Regions from separate parts of the Mus musculus genome. Here region 1 is linked to region 2. Evidence: chromatin contacts called from public promoter capture Hi-C data. All regions are on one chromosome and are shown on one strand. Each heading gives the region's core, a stretch centred on a gene start, on an enhancer-like site or on the middle of the called end of the contact. The rest is flanking DNA. Distances are from core to core; before and after follow the strand shown.

Region 1 (6,918 bases), core at 4,307-6,806, 230 kb after region 2:
ACATTAAAAACTGTAGATATATACAGTTACATAGAGTGCCCTGGCAAGGTAAATAGTGTCTTAGAGACAGCACAACAATGCTTTTGTCTCTCCATCTGAGTAGTTTTTCCTTGAGTTATCTATTTTGTGAAAATTCACCAACATGAACAATTTAGAAGCTGCCTACCTCTTTTTAAACTCAGGAATGTCAGGCATCAATGCAAATTTTACTTTAAAACTCACTTACTAAATGTAATTAGCAATATCCAATAGGCCAACAACAAGAAATGTCTAAGGCTGAAACAGCTTGGCATTGAGTCCCATGAAGTAATTCCAAAGCCTCAGGTGTTAGTGACTGAAAAGCTGGACTTGCTTCAAGTTTAGGACCATAAATCTCCGCAGGCTCTCCACACAGCCAGCTAATCCCACTACACTTCCTTACTGCATCCACGTTCCCCTGAGACAGCTTATTAACACCTTACCTCCTCTCCTCGGGTTGCCAACACCCTCTCAGCTCATGATCTCACCACTTACTTCATAGAGAAAATAGAGATCATTTTTTTTTTAATGGCAAGGGGAAACACCCGGCTCCGCCTCCACCTCTGTCAGTCCACCAGCTCACCTGCCTCTCTGCCCGGATCTGTCACTTTCCCTTCAGATGGTGTTTTTAATCTTACCCCATCTCTGCTTCTCAGACTTCATAACTGTTCAGATCTCTTTCCCAGCACTGATTTCCTCCTCTCCTTGGAAACCAAGCATGCACAACATGCTGATACCTTTGAAGACATTTTCCTTCCATACTGCACTGTCACAGAGCTTCTGCTCCAGTTCTCTATTTCCCTTCAAAGCAAAACTCCTTACAAGAATCATCAGTCACTGCCATTTCTTCTTCCACCCATCCTGTTCTCTCCCTACCCCTTCATATACACATGTTAAGCTTGTACTTTGCCCCGCCACCCCACATACACACACTGTTGTAATACCTTCTTCTTGCTTCCACCATATCATCCTGGCCTGATTTTTAGTCTAAGTTTTTAATCCCTCAGTACTGGCATGAAACCCAGTGCTTTGCACATGCTAAACATGCGCCCTACCACTGACTTATAGCACTTAGTGATGTTTTGTTTGTTTTTGGAAGCAGAATCTCTGTGTGTTTCTGTCTCTCTCTGCTTCTATCTCTGTATCTCTCTGTCTCTCCTCTCTATCTCTCTGTCTGTCTCTGTCTCTCTCTATGTATGTGTGTGTGTGTGTGTGTGTGTGTGTGTGTGTGTGTGTGTGTAGTGCAGTGTAGTGTAGTCCTTACTCAAGGTTTCCTGCCTCTGCTTCCTAAGGGCTGCAATTTACACTACAGTGAACTCCCACATCTTCTAGACTAATTGTTCGTTTTAATTCTTCCTCTTTTCCTATGAAACTGAAAGTTGGGCTCCCCTGGGCTCTATACTATTTTCCTCCCTTCTGTGAAATTCCAGTATGCCTAACAACTAGTGCCTTCCTGCAAGTACCACTCTCCTTTTCCATAGCATCTCCGTTGTTCCTAGTCCCACGGCTTTGCATGCCTTCTTTATCTTCCTGTCTCACATCTTCATCTTCAACTTGGACCTTTCTCTTATGCTCTCAACTCACACATCTAACTCAGCACTTTCAACACTCACCAGACACCTCAAACTTAACAGGCTTCAAATAGAAAACTATGGATCACATTCCCTTTAGAATAAAATGTCCACTGTCCCAGTAGCCTTCTGTTTCTGTAAATGTCATCAACTTCGATGACTTATCTAAGCAAAGGAAACTACAAGTCGGACATCTAAATGACTTTTTCTCATACCCTGTACCTAATCTACTTAGTAAGTCCTATCAGCTATATTTCCAAAATGAATTTAGATCTGACCATTTCTTTGTTTCTCGTCCTCAAGATTAGTTGCACTATCTAACTGCCTTACCAGCCCAAACTTGCCTCAAAAGTGACTTCTATGAAGTGTATATCAGATTAGGCCATTCACCAAAATGTCCCCTACCATGACTCAGGGCAACAGGAAGCAGCTCCCTTAGGAGAGAGCAGGAAGCGTGTGAGGCACTCATGTGTAGGAAAGCAAAGAGCAGGTATAGAGGCACAGACAACCAAGGGGAAGAAGTCTCCTCCCTTCCAAACTACTCCCAGGCTGGAACAATCTTAAAGGGAGATTCATAATGTAGTTGATAACAGTAGTCTAATCAGCCCTTCTGCCCTCTCAAGAGAACCCCTGCAGACACGCATGTGTACGCCACAGACTTCTCCTATCTCTGTGACTCCCAGATGCATGCTAAAATTGTAGATGGGGCTGACTCTAGAAGGCAGATAAGTCTTGCTCAGGTGCTCCTTTCCACCTATCAAGGGAGAATCAGTACAGAGATTCCAATCTCTTCACCCTCCCCTCCCCCAAGCGAAGCAGATCTGAGATGGTATGTCTTCGGCTAGCTTGACTCAAAAGGGTCTGCGGTAATCTCTGTCTCATGACTATCAGCCTCTACCCTCCTGTTTGATTTTCCCACTCACTCCATGTGACTCCTGGGACCCGCTCTCAAACTACTAGCATGGAAATCCTTGTCTGGAGCTCTGAATTCTGGGAAAGTCAAACTAAGATGCAAAATGGTATGCCTTTACTCCTGAAGGTTATGATACCAAGCAAGGACAGTACAGTACCATCCTACATCTAAATGGATGAGAGGAGGGAGAAATCAGGGTAGCAAACATTGAGACATTTTAGAAAAAAAAAATTTTAGAGGACAACTTGCGAGATGGTTTAGTGGGTAAAAGCACTCGAGGAGCAAGCCTAGGTGACCCGAGTTCCATTCCTGGGACCTACACATAGTGTTAGAAGAGAGATGAGTCCACAAAGTTGTCTTCTGACTTCCATGTGCCCTACCCACATCATGCACATCCACAATGATAATAATAATAATTAATAAAAACATTTTAGAAGTGTTTGAAACGATCTATTTTAAGACCTTTCCTGTGGCCCCATCTTTTTTTATTCACATATACGTTAATAGAGTATTAATATTGAGTATTATTCATCAACTACACCAACACACAAACAATCCACCTATCTCCATCTTCCATTCATTTATACTCTGATGGTGAAAATGACTGGAAGGGGCTATTAAATTCAAGATTCGGAACCACTTACTGGAGCCACTAATAGGAAGGGTAGTGAGGAGAATACATTCTACTTTGGCAGTGTAAATTTTGTTTAAGAAGAAGTATGCCTGTGTCAGATGTGCACGTGGAAAATGTATGCACCATTCAACTGTCTGCAGAACTTCCCTCCAGTTCTTTTGAAGTCACCACTCTCCCGCTAACTCCCCCCCCCAATAGAACTACCCAAATATCAGCGCTGCTGAAAGTGAAGGGCCTGCCCCTGTTGGGTGGTTTGGGGGGAAAATGGCAGAATTAAAGTGCTCATTTCCAGTCCCAAAAGTAAAATACGACTTGGCCTAGGGCAATCCTAATTCTTTCCAGAACTCATCCCCGGAATTGCCCTTTTAAACAACTAGTCATTAACCCAACTCCAGGTCTTTTATAGCTGCGAAAACTGATCTGGCACATCATTTATTCATTATGCTTATTATTATTGTTATTGTAGAAAAGCGGTGAATTCCTGGGGCGGGGTTCAAAGGGTTCTTCTAGGGAGGAAGGGGTAAGGGAAAGGAATGCCCAAGCCCGCAGGCTAGGCCAAAAAGCTGGGCTGAGCTGCCCGACAGAGGTACAGGGAAATGCCCCTAAGATGCTGTTGAAGCTCCTCTGGCTCATTCGGTGACCACCTCACACCAGAGCAGCTGCTGCAGCAACAGAAAAGACTTCTTATGTAAGGCAGAGCCGCTGACATCACCTTCCCCATAGCATCTCAGCTGAACTAGGAGCCAAAGGACCTGCACTCTGCTCCACAAGTCATTTTCCTAAATGAGTCTGTCACTGCCAGGTTTGGGGGTGCCAGGTATGGGAGGCCATGCACCAGTGGGGGAGGACTGCATGCCCCTGGGAGAGTACTTAGCAGAGACTACTTCTCAGGACGTCTACTGTGGTTCAAGAGTAAAGTCAATGTGCAGTAAAGATGTCCAGACGTCTCCTAGCTCACCGTCCTTGCTCTCTCGCTGTAACCTGCCTGGCTGGACTGGCTCACACCTGAGTCTGGATTTGTGCAACAAGGCACTAAGACGGAGGAAGAAGAGTTTGTGGGATGCTCAGAAGACAGATAGTCCAAAGGAGCATTCATTAAGAGCCCTAGGTAACTAACCCAGGGCAGAAAAGACACTCGGGGATCCCCTTATCTTCCCCAAGGTCCAGGCATTCCTTCCAGGCCCTCATCAAGGCCTTTCCTGTTCCCAGGGTTCTCCATAGAGCACAGTGGAGTTCATTCTAGGCAGCCAGCCAATGATGCTGGACTAGGTCACACACCTTCCAAAGGCACGAGACCCGGGCACCCGAGGCCACAGCAAGTGTGACAAAGCACCTTGTCTCCCACAGACATCTTAAAAGGACACCTACTACTTTTAAGACCCCCCCAAAAGTGCAACCCGGTAGTGGGCTCCTGGAAGCTACAGGAGTTGCACCCCCTCCTTCTTCCCAAGGACATGAAAGGCATGTCTGTCCCAGTGGTAAATGACAGACCTTCTTTCTCTACCTCCTGTCTGGCTCCCTAAATGCTCCCCACCTGCCCATTCTGAACGCCAAGGGTGTCTATGAGTTCAGAAGCCGTCCTTTTAACTTTCTGCCCTCCATGCCTGCATGCCTGCATCGGTCAGGGGCCACCCCAGCTACTCAACCCGGAGTACTGGGGTGGATCTCAGGGCAGAAGGGAAGAAAGGCAAGAGTAAGGTGCAAGTTGCAGCAGGCTAGGCGCCTCGGGCCTGGGATTGTGGTGAGTGGAGACAGTAAAAGGGTGAGGCGCTGAGCCTAGCACCCTAGAGGATGGACGGCGCTGGTACTCACGCACTGCCTCCTGCTTGGGGTCCAACGTGCTGAGGACGCGCTGCACGCTACCGAGCTTGCCCTGCAGCGCCCAGACACGGCGGTGAGTAAGCTGGATGTCGCTCTCGAGCTCCTGGAAGAGGCTGCACGCGTGCCGGGCTACGTCTGAGAGCTGCCGGAGGACCCTGGCCAGCGCAGCGTTGCTGACCGCGCACAGGTCTAACATGAGCAGCACAGCCTCGGCTGAAGCCTCGGACGTCTCGCCTGGGGCCGATGCTGCCTCCGAGACCCCCGCCACGCTCTCCTCCCCGGCCTCCCGCGCTTCGCTGGGTGGCTGCTGATCCTGCTCGGCCGGCGCCGGCAAAGACGGCGGCAGAGGTGGCAGTGGGAGAGGCGCAGGGGGCACACGAGGAGGCTCTTCTGGCTCCGGTGCCTCGGCCTCTTCCCGCCGGCCAGGCGGCTGCAGGGGCGGCGGCGGCTCAACGCTGCCTCCACTCGTGTCCTCATCTGGGCCGGGCGCCGGGCGCCGCTGCCGGCAAAGCCACTGCGGCTCCACGATCCGCTTGGCGAAAGGCATCCCGCGCAGCCGGGCCGCGACTTTCCCTTCTCCTCTGAGCGACCCTTGTGAGCTAGAGACCTGGCGCGCCCACCTGAGCGAGGAGAGGGCAGGAGTCCGGCAAGGAGCGATCCGGGCAGTCCAGAGACGCTGAGGGCTCCTCTGCTCACCTGGCCTCCTCCTCTTGCCCACCCTCTCCTTCACAGCTTAGTCTGACCTGTCCTCCTCCGGGAGCACGGCTGTCTAGGAAAGATGACAAGCGCTGAGCACGGAAATCTCGGAGTGTGCTTGGGTCCTCCTCACTTGCTTTCAACCGGGGTCAGCCGGCTCAGCTCCATCGCTCCTGAGCCCGTTGCCGCCGCCCTGGCCACTGCCGCCGCCTATATAAATGGGCGTGTGTGTATGTGTGTGTGAGTGAGTGAGTGTGTATGTGTGTGTGATCGCGTGTGTGTGTGTTTGTCCGCGTGTGTGTCTAGGTGGGTGGGTGGGTGGGTGGGTGTGAGTGTGTGCGCGCGCCTCAGTTTGAAAGTACCCCGGCGCAGGCCTCTCCCCGCGCGCCCCTCGGCCGCTCCGGGGAGCGATTGCGCCTGGGATCTCTCTCTCTTTCTGGGCGGGGAGGAGATTTCGGAAAGGCGCTCTGAAAACCCGGACAGAGGAATCCGCCTCCAGCCCTGGCTCAGGAGGCGGCGCGGGGGCGGCAGGGCGGACGCCGGGCGGGGGAGGCCAGGGCGAGAGGGGCGCAGCGCCCTGTGCGGCCGCTGGGAGTCACTGGTGGCTGGACCGCGCCTGGTGCGTTCCACCGCGGGCACTTTCTCAAACCCGTCTCAGAGGTTAGAATTGAGACTATGAGCGTGGTGGGGGCGGGGTGTCCTCAAGTTGAGAGTGGAGATGCTGGTAGCCAGCTAAGAGGAAGGAAAGTATTGGGGATGCTGTCGATTCGTGTTGGAGCAAGTTGTCTCAGAATTCTAGCTCTGTCAAGTCTTTGGGTTCTTAGAGGGGAAATCTGGGCTGCTCCTTAAAGTGCCCCAGGCGCCGCGTTCACAGAGACAGCTGGGAAGGGTGACGCAGCATGGGTGCATTCCCACATGGCCAGAGTGGCCAGACGACTGTTTATACCATTTTTCTGGCATCCTGTTTTGGTCTGCCTTGAGAGCTGCCTTCTACAGAACATCATGACTGAGACCCAAATTACTAGTGAGCAACCTCCCACCCCAGAAAGTCACTTGCAAAATTCATTGCACATTGAGTGAAGTGAATCGGATTACCTCCTTGTCGCCCTACTGTGCTAATCCAACACTGGGTTTTTAAAGTTTCCCATGGGAGAGAGGATGACTCACAGAAGAATGGAAAGTTTTCCCCTTGGTTAACTAAAAGGTATAATTTCTTAAAAGGCCTACATTTTTCAAATGCAGTAGTGTGCAGGCTACATGGTGGC
Region 2 (7,158 bases), core at 3,516-6,015:
GAAAGCCAAAAAGCAAAGATAACATTCCTGGGAGGCCTAAGTTCCCCAAAACTGAGGCAACACATGTAGCTCTGCCCTGCTTGGAGTCATCTGGCTTTCAACATCTGACTTTCAGCATCTGGCTACTGGAGCACTAGCATCTGACTCAGACTGATTGGCTTCTGCATCTCTGGCCTGTACTTTTGGGAGCCTGAGGCTTTAGACACACATAAAATCTAATAATCAAGCTCACTAGCAAGGACACCAGAATCAGCACCCATCAGAAAAGTGGACCTCTTGGTATGCCCACTGAACACGAGAGAGAGAGAGAGAGAGAGAGAGAGAGAGAGAGAGAGAGAGAGAGAGAGAGAGAGAGAGAGAGGCTATCGGGAATATAAGCACTTCTACCTTGACTAGAGGTGGGAAATTCTTCCACTTCAGTTTGTATTTATGCACAGAGAACTGCAATAGCACAAAAAGGTGTGGCCAGAAGATTAGAGCTGTCTTTAGCATCCTGGAGCTTTATCCTTCTCCCCTAAATCTTATTATTATGGCCTCTACAATCCACCCTCCAACAAGTGCAGAGAGTAAGCAAGGAACAACTAAAATCAAACATGCAAAAGTCAAAAACAACTCATCATACCTTAAAACCCATCCAAAACTTGATGAACCATAACCCATTTATCCCAAGAGTCAGTTCAGAAGTTCCCTCCTCCATCAGCTGCACTTGGTTTCTCGTGCCACTTCATAAGGGGCAGGTGATCCCTCTACTCTGAGGATAGACTGCAGGATACTATATATGGTCTTTTGACTACTCATGGGTCAGTATCTTCTTGACTTTGAAGTCCTCAAGTGCAGAAGCATACCTTAACCATGCCTGATGCCCAGACTCAAGCCCAGTACCCAGGAAGGAAATGTTGCTACTCCATAAAGTTTTGCTCCCCTAACGATCTCTTCCTTTGAGGTGCTGACCATGGGATACCCTCATTATAGAGCTAAGAAAGGCAACGACTAGGACTCAGCAGCTCAAATATTTTATCAAGTAACAATAGCAGGTGGAGGAGGCAGGATTTCTCAATGGTGAATGCTTATACTGAGTTTTCTAGTTCATCTGGACATTCCCAATCCAATGTAACATTTGGCTTCATTCTCTCCTCTAGGCATACTGTTGTTGTTTTCATGTCCCATCTGCCAATGCCTCCGGTAGACATTAGGCTAAGAGGGTTGATCCAGAAAGGACACCTACTGTCCTGGCCTTCTGCCTAAGACATGCAAATGGAGAACAGCTTTCCAGACACAAAGTTCTTGTTTGGGCCAATGATACATTATGTTAAATATTCTTATTTTCTATATTTACCATGTGTTGAGCATCTACAGGTGCATCATGTTTTCCTTTAGCTATATTCTTTCTTTTAATTCTCCTTTAAGGATACACAAGGCAAATAATAAGATGGCCATTTGAGAATTAAGGCAACTGTGGGCCTGTATCTTGCCCTACACCTACAACTAGTAAATAGCAGGGTAAGGATTCAGACCCAGATCTGTCACATATCAAAGCTCAGTTTCCCTTACACCACATCATCTCTGCAAAATCTACAGAGGATAGAAACAACAATTGGCATCATGATAGAAATATAGAAGCTACCAAAGCTGCACTCTAAGAAGAATTTATAGCTTTCAATATCTATTTAGTTTGTTTGTTTATTTATTTACTTATTTATTTATGGACAGTGCCTCACTCTGTAGCTTTGGGTGACCCTGAATGTTGTTTATAGCCCATGCTGGCCTTGAACTCATGATCCATCTGCCTCTGCCTCCTGACCTCTGGAAGTTTCATGCTTACTTTTTAAAAACCAAGCATCCCCTTTAATAAGCATTTTGTAGTTTAAAAACTCCCGATAATGAATACAAAAATCAGATAAACCAACTCGAGAATCAGAACTGTCAATACAAAATGATCTTTGCCACAAGACGGTAACAATCAATGTATGAGTGCAGAGTTCTCAGGAATAAACTAAGGGCTGAGCTGACATCGGGGCTGATTTAAAAGCCTTGCTTCTGGAAAATATGAATGACTAGGTATCTTGGTATAACTAGTTACAGTGACTATGGTTTGCACAAGTGTCAGTCCTTGCCTGACATTTGCCTAAGTGGTTATCATACACATGTTCAAAGCCCTAAAACACCCTTCTAAGCCAGAAGCAATAGGAGTCTGGAACTTCAGTCACGTGTCCCACTTTTCCTGAAGCCCATCCTTCTATCCCCTGCAAGTCTTGCCCAAATACAGTTTATCAGTTCCAAGATCTGGCATTGTTCTAGGTGGCTGTACCACTCTTCAGATTGGGGAAATTCAGCAGGGGTTAAAGAGGAAAGAAAACAGAGAGTTGATTTTCCTTGAATTATCCCTGTGCTTATAAGGCAATCATACAAAACAATTGTTCCACAGCTTTAAATCTAGTAAATAAAACTCCCTTTGAGACTCCAGTTTGAAAGATGTTGAAGATCACTATAACTACATTGTTTCTGTAATAAACACACTCCCCAAACCTCTAACATTTTTATAATGAAATCTGGTATAATAAAATTTGGGTTGATACAAAAAGCAGTCATTTTCCCTTCAGCTGTTTACTGTGCTGAGTACAGTATCTGCCAAAGGTTGGAGTCACCTTTGAGTTAAGGGTCTGGTCTTCCTCCATATGAGCCATCCAGTGTCAGCTGAGGTGCCCTGTTTTTGCTGAGACTAATGCTCAAAGACAATCAAAATAATAGCATGCTAAAAGCCACAAGGTATTGAACCCTCTGCCCAGTAGTCCTATAGTGGGTCTCCTTTCCACCCTAGCTTGTCAGCCACTTTCACATGTGCACCACCATGCCCAATTTCTTAACCTCTTGCCAGTATGCTGGGTCAAGTCGCTCAGATGGACCTTCTCCTCATCTTTCTACTTGGTCTTAAGCCAGTACCATCTAGCCGGGACCTTGAAGAACATTCTTGCTTTTGTACTCTCTTCTGTCTCTTAGCCCTTCTAGCTCAATGAATAAAGGCTGCCTGGCTATTGAGCACTCCTCCTGGATCTGCTGATCTGTATGAAAATGTATGAACTTAGGTTTTTAATGGTCTTACTTGGTTTTGGGAGGGAAACTGAAGATTGTGGTGATAGCGGGGTCGATCTTTCTTTTTCTGATCAGTGATTCTTTAACCCAGCTACATACTGATAACACCTGCAGAGAGTTTCAACAAGAAAACATACTGATACCTGGACCCATTCCTGGAAACTTCTGATTTAATTGGTCTGGAGCGGGCCCATGAAATTACGATTGGTTACTATACATGTGTATGACATCAGAGATTTGAAAATCCACTACAAAGTCTGCAATATCTTGGCACATTGCCCCAACCTCAGTGGCACCCATCAGACTCTGTCTTCCTTTCTCCTCTTTAGTAATAAAGATGCACAAACCAGTGCTTTCCCATCCCCATCCCTGCAAATGCAAGTCAGAGGGAATCTTCTTGGGTGGCAGGGTGGTACACACACTGAGGAGAGCACACTCAGCACCACTGGTTAGACTAATGGGAGACTCATCAGGGAGTGGGCCTGCATCAGTCTCCATAGAGGCAGTCAATGGTGGCAAACATTCAATACAGTGCTTTCATCCAGGCAGAGAGAATAGGCAGCTTCGACTCTCAAGCTGCCTAGCTCCAGTGGACAACCTAAGCAAGTATCTGGGGTTATAAGGATGAACACTGTTCAATACTTCCCAAAAAGGGTTCTGTGTGTGGCCAATCCTATGAAATCAAGAAAGAAAGTAAAGAACAATACAAAAGTAAAACTATGAATTAAGATAAAATAGATGAAAGAAAAAGAAAAAATGAAGAAGAAGTAATTCCAAGTATCTGAAGAACAACTGGTTAAGTGAATGGATTGCTTTCTTTTCAAAGTGGTCGAAAACACTTAGCAGGAGGCCATTGAAGATGGGGGAAAAAAGAATAGAGGAGTGAACTTGAACTCAGTTCAAGGTTGCTTAAGGAGCCACACACAGGGCCATACATCTCTACGTTCAATCTTAGAGTGGGAGAGTGATCCCGGAATTCCTAGAAGATGGGGGTTTGAAGTGGGGTGTGGGGTGTGGAGTGGAAATGATGAAGGAGAAGGGGTGAGGAGGCCTAGGATGATCCCATGCAAGGTGAAGTCACTTTCCCCAAAACCCTGAGCCAGAGCCCTAGGACCCTACCCAGGAAGAATCTTCCTTAGACCATCCCTGCTCCCTCCTTCAAACAGGGAAAAGACTGAACTCCCTCTCGGGCTGTGGAAGTCCCACCGTCTCAGAAAGAGCACAAAATGTAGGGCATGCAGCATGAACAGCACAAGGAACCAACCGGAAGCTTAGGAGGCAGACTGTAAATGTCAAAGTCAGTTCTGAATGAGGGCCAGGCGCGCTTTCCTTCCTCACATCTGTCCCTGTGAAAGGGCTCACTTTTTTTTCCCTCAGGAAACACAGTGCTGTTTCACCCAAGAATAGGAAGCAGTTACAGACAGAAGGGCAAGTTCCTCTCCAGGGGCCCGGCCTCCCCAGCACCCCTCCCTCTTTGTCTTGCCAGGAAATGCTGCAAACCCCAAATACCTTCATTCTTGGGCATGCAGCAGGCAAGAGCCATGCTTGGATTCCAGCTCTGCTTCTTAAGGAAGGGCCTTTTCTTTTCTGCAAAGCTTCTCGGAATGCCAGAGAACTGAAAGCTGATCTGCTTAAGTCAGCACACAGGGTAGGGGGGTGGGGAGGGTGAGAAGGGGCAACCTTCAGCAAGGAGGATTGCAGATTTTCACACAACCTCTGCATTGCCTCTGGGACACCCCCCTGGAGGGGTAGATGGTCTCACCCAATTGCTGGGCCAGCTGCTAATCCCTTTGGGGTTCACTTGAATGGCAAATCAGGACTGGGACAGCCTCAGACACACCCTGTCTCCAAAGGAGGGGCTTAGCACTATTCCATTCCCAGTTCTGCACAGCTCGGAACACAGTGGTACTTCTTTACAGCCTTGGAATTCCAAGTGCAGTTGGCTAAGGTATCCTTAGCATCAGCATCACCTGGGAGCCTGTTAGAACTGCAGAACCTCAGGCCTGACCCATTTAAGAACCTCTGCCAGGTGCCCTGTGGCTATGGAAACCATTAGCACACTGAGAGAGACAGGAAGCTGAACAAATACTAAAAGCCAGAGAGCCACAGGAGCTGGGCCCCTATGTCTGCTGCCCAATCACAAGAAGGGATTCTTTCCATCCCATCACTCCACAACTGCCCCAGCATACTCCCATTTTTCTCATCAGGATGGCAATGGTATGCTTGGCTGTGAAATTTGTGCTTGCTGTGAGGGCTGAGCAGCAGGTCTGCAAATATTTGCAAACCTATCCAAGTGACAAAGAGAGTGACAGGGGCAGATATGATTAGAATTTGCTCTTTGCAGGTTGCAAATGATTTTCTGATCCCCTCCCACTCTTCACACACACACACGACCACCACCACCACCACCACCACCACCACCACACCACCATCACCATCACCACCTCCACCTGTATCAACATGCTCAACAACTGAATACAGATTAACAGTAATAGGACAAGACAAAGCTCATGAAGTCACTTCACAAACATGGACTCTAGTCAAGCTTTCTCCATTTTTAGTCATAAAGGGAATCCTTTCTCTAGTAGCTATATATTGTCATGGCATCTGCTTCACCTCCCATTTTAGCCCAGCAAGTAAAACTATGAATTAAGATAAAATAGATGAAAGAAAAAGAAAAAAATGAAGAAGTAATTCCAAGTATCTGAAGAACAACTGGTTAAGTGAATGGATTGCTTTCTTCTCAGAGAGTCATCAGAGCTTTGCACGGTCATAACTCCCCGCCCCCCCAAGGTACCTTACTGCCATGCAGGAAGAAACTGAATGGTGATGATGTCCTGGGATGTCCCAAAACAGCCCAAATCAGATCTGAGATGGTGCATACCTGCAATCTGTGTACCATGAAGGCTGAGGCAGGGATTTCTGGGAGTTTGAGGACAACTTGGTCTACACATTAAATTTCTGACCAGTCAGCCCTCCATGGTAAGACTCTGTCTCAGAGCAACAAACCTTCCTCGAGGAAAAGCACACCAATAAGTTATTTAACACTAGTCAGCCCTGAAAACATGTGTACAAAGTAATATTATACATACTGAGCAGGTTCTAGTTAGGCATACATGTGTACATATACATGGGCATGTGATAACAATTGATTTCAAAAAAGAAGCTATAAATTTGAAAGAGAGCAATGAGGAGTATATGGGAGGGTTTGGAGGGAGAAAGGAAGAGGAAAATGATAGACGCATTATAATCCTTAAAAAATATTTAAAACAACAACAACAAGCTTAAGTCAAAAGCAAGTTTGGCCTAAACCTTGTATAAGTGACCCAGACTAAATCTTCAGCCTTCTCAGTGACACCAGTGGATAGAAGAGCTGTTGCCAAAAATTCTGCTAATTGCACTGTGCCCCACCCATTAGTAAAGTGTCTGGGTATTACAGAAAGGAAGAAAGGCAAAGGCAGGAGTAAATCGAGAGGAAAAGTCAGTGAGAGGCGAAACAGAGAGGATAACCTTTTGGGTTCTTGAAAGCCATTGTGTGCCACGGACCGGGCCTAGTCGCCCCCCCCCCCCCAATCCATGGGAATCAGTGGTTCTGGCAGATGGGCATAGAGTTGGCAGGAATTGACAGACAGACACAGTCATGTGGGGTGGGTTTTTGCAAGGAAAGGTGAATGAAAGTGGTATTTCAAACTCTTCTGCAGAGCCACAGTCTTGCCTTGAACAACACTCATTCAGAAATGGGCCCTCACAAATGAAAGAACATGCTGCCATCGTTTTATTTTCTCTGGGTTAATCTCTCTCAGCTCCGTTTTTTCCCCCTTCCAGTGACCCCAAGCTGAAAAGGGAAAATATTTGCAGTTGGTGTTTTAAAAACCACAGTGAATTAGCTTTTGTTATTCATTGCAAAGACATTATTTAGCTGCCCAGAATCAAACCAGATGTCAAGGGGAAAAGAGTGCCCTGTATCCTGTGAACTTGCCTTTCACCTTAACAGAAGGACCAAGAGGAAAGCTCTGATGAGATGACAGAATGTGTGTGTGTGTGTGTGGGTGGGTGGTCATCTAAAGG

What was found. Promoter capture Hi-C pulls out the DNA fragments that hold promoters and counts their contacts.
Region 1: a promoter capture Hi-C map of neural stem cells shows a contact between it and region 2. The contact joins the promoter of Nhs here to the enhancer-like site in region 2. A contact is called at or near these places in 11 of 39 promoter capture datasets (the 3T3-L1 cell line, the HPC-7 cell line, HPC-7-derived erythroid cells and 8 more), 1 of 484 Hi-C or Micro-C datasets (embryonic stem cells) and 5 of 115 datasets of contacts at active chromatin or transcription factors (embryonic stem cells and neural tube).

The regions. Positions count from the first base shown.
Region 1 is chrX:162,153,885-162,160,802 of GRCm38.p6, forward strand. Nhs (NHS actin remodeling regulator) reads right to left here and starts at 5,557. Exons shown (of 9, transcript NM_001290526.1): 1 at 4,949-5,557. The coding sequence starts at 5,504.
Region 2 is chrX:161,921,671-161,928,828 of GRCm38.p6, forward strand. All of the region lies in intron 1 of Nhs (NHS actin remodeling regulator), which reads right to left. Among named protein-coding and RNA genes, the nearest start is that of Scml1, 93 kb to the left of the region's middle. Within about 2 kb of position 4,766, at least 78 of the 459 cell types and tissues checked have an H3K27ac peak or open chromatin away from gene starts, as enhancers often do. A contact at or near this core is called in the HPC-7 cell line, neural stem cells and stem cell-derived epiblast-like cells, where this site is marked.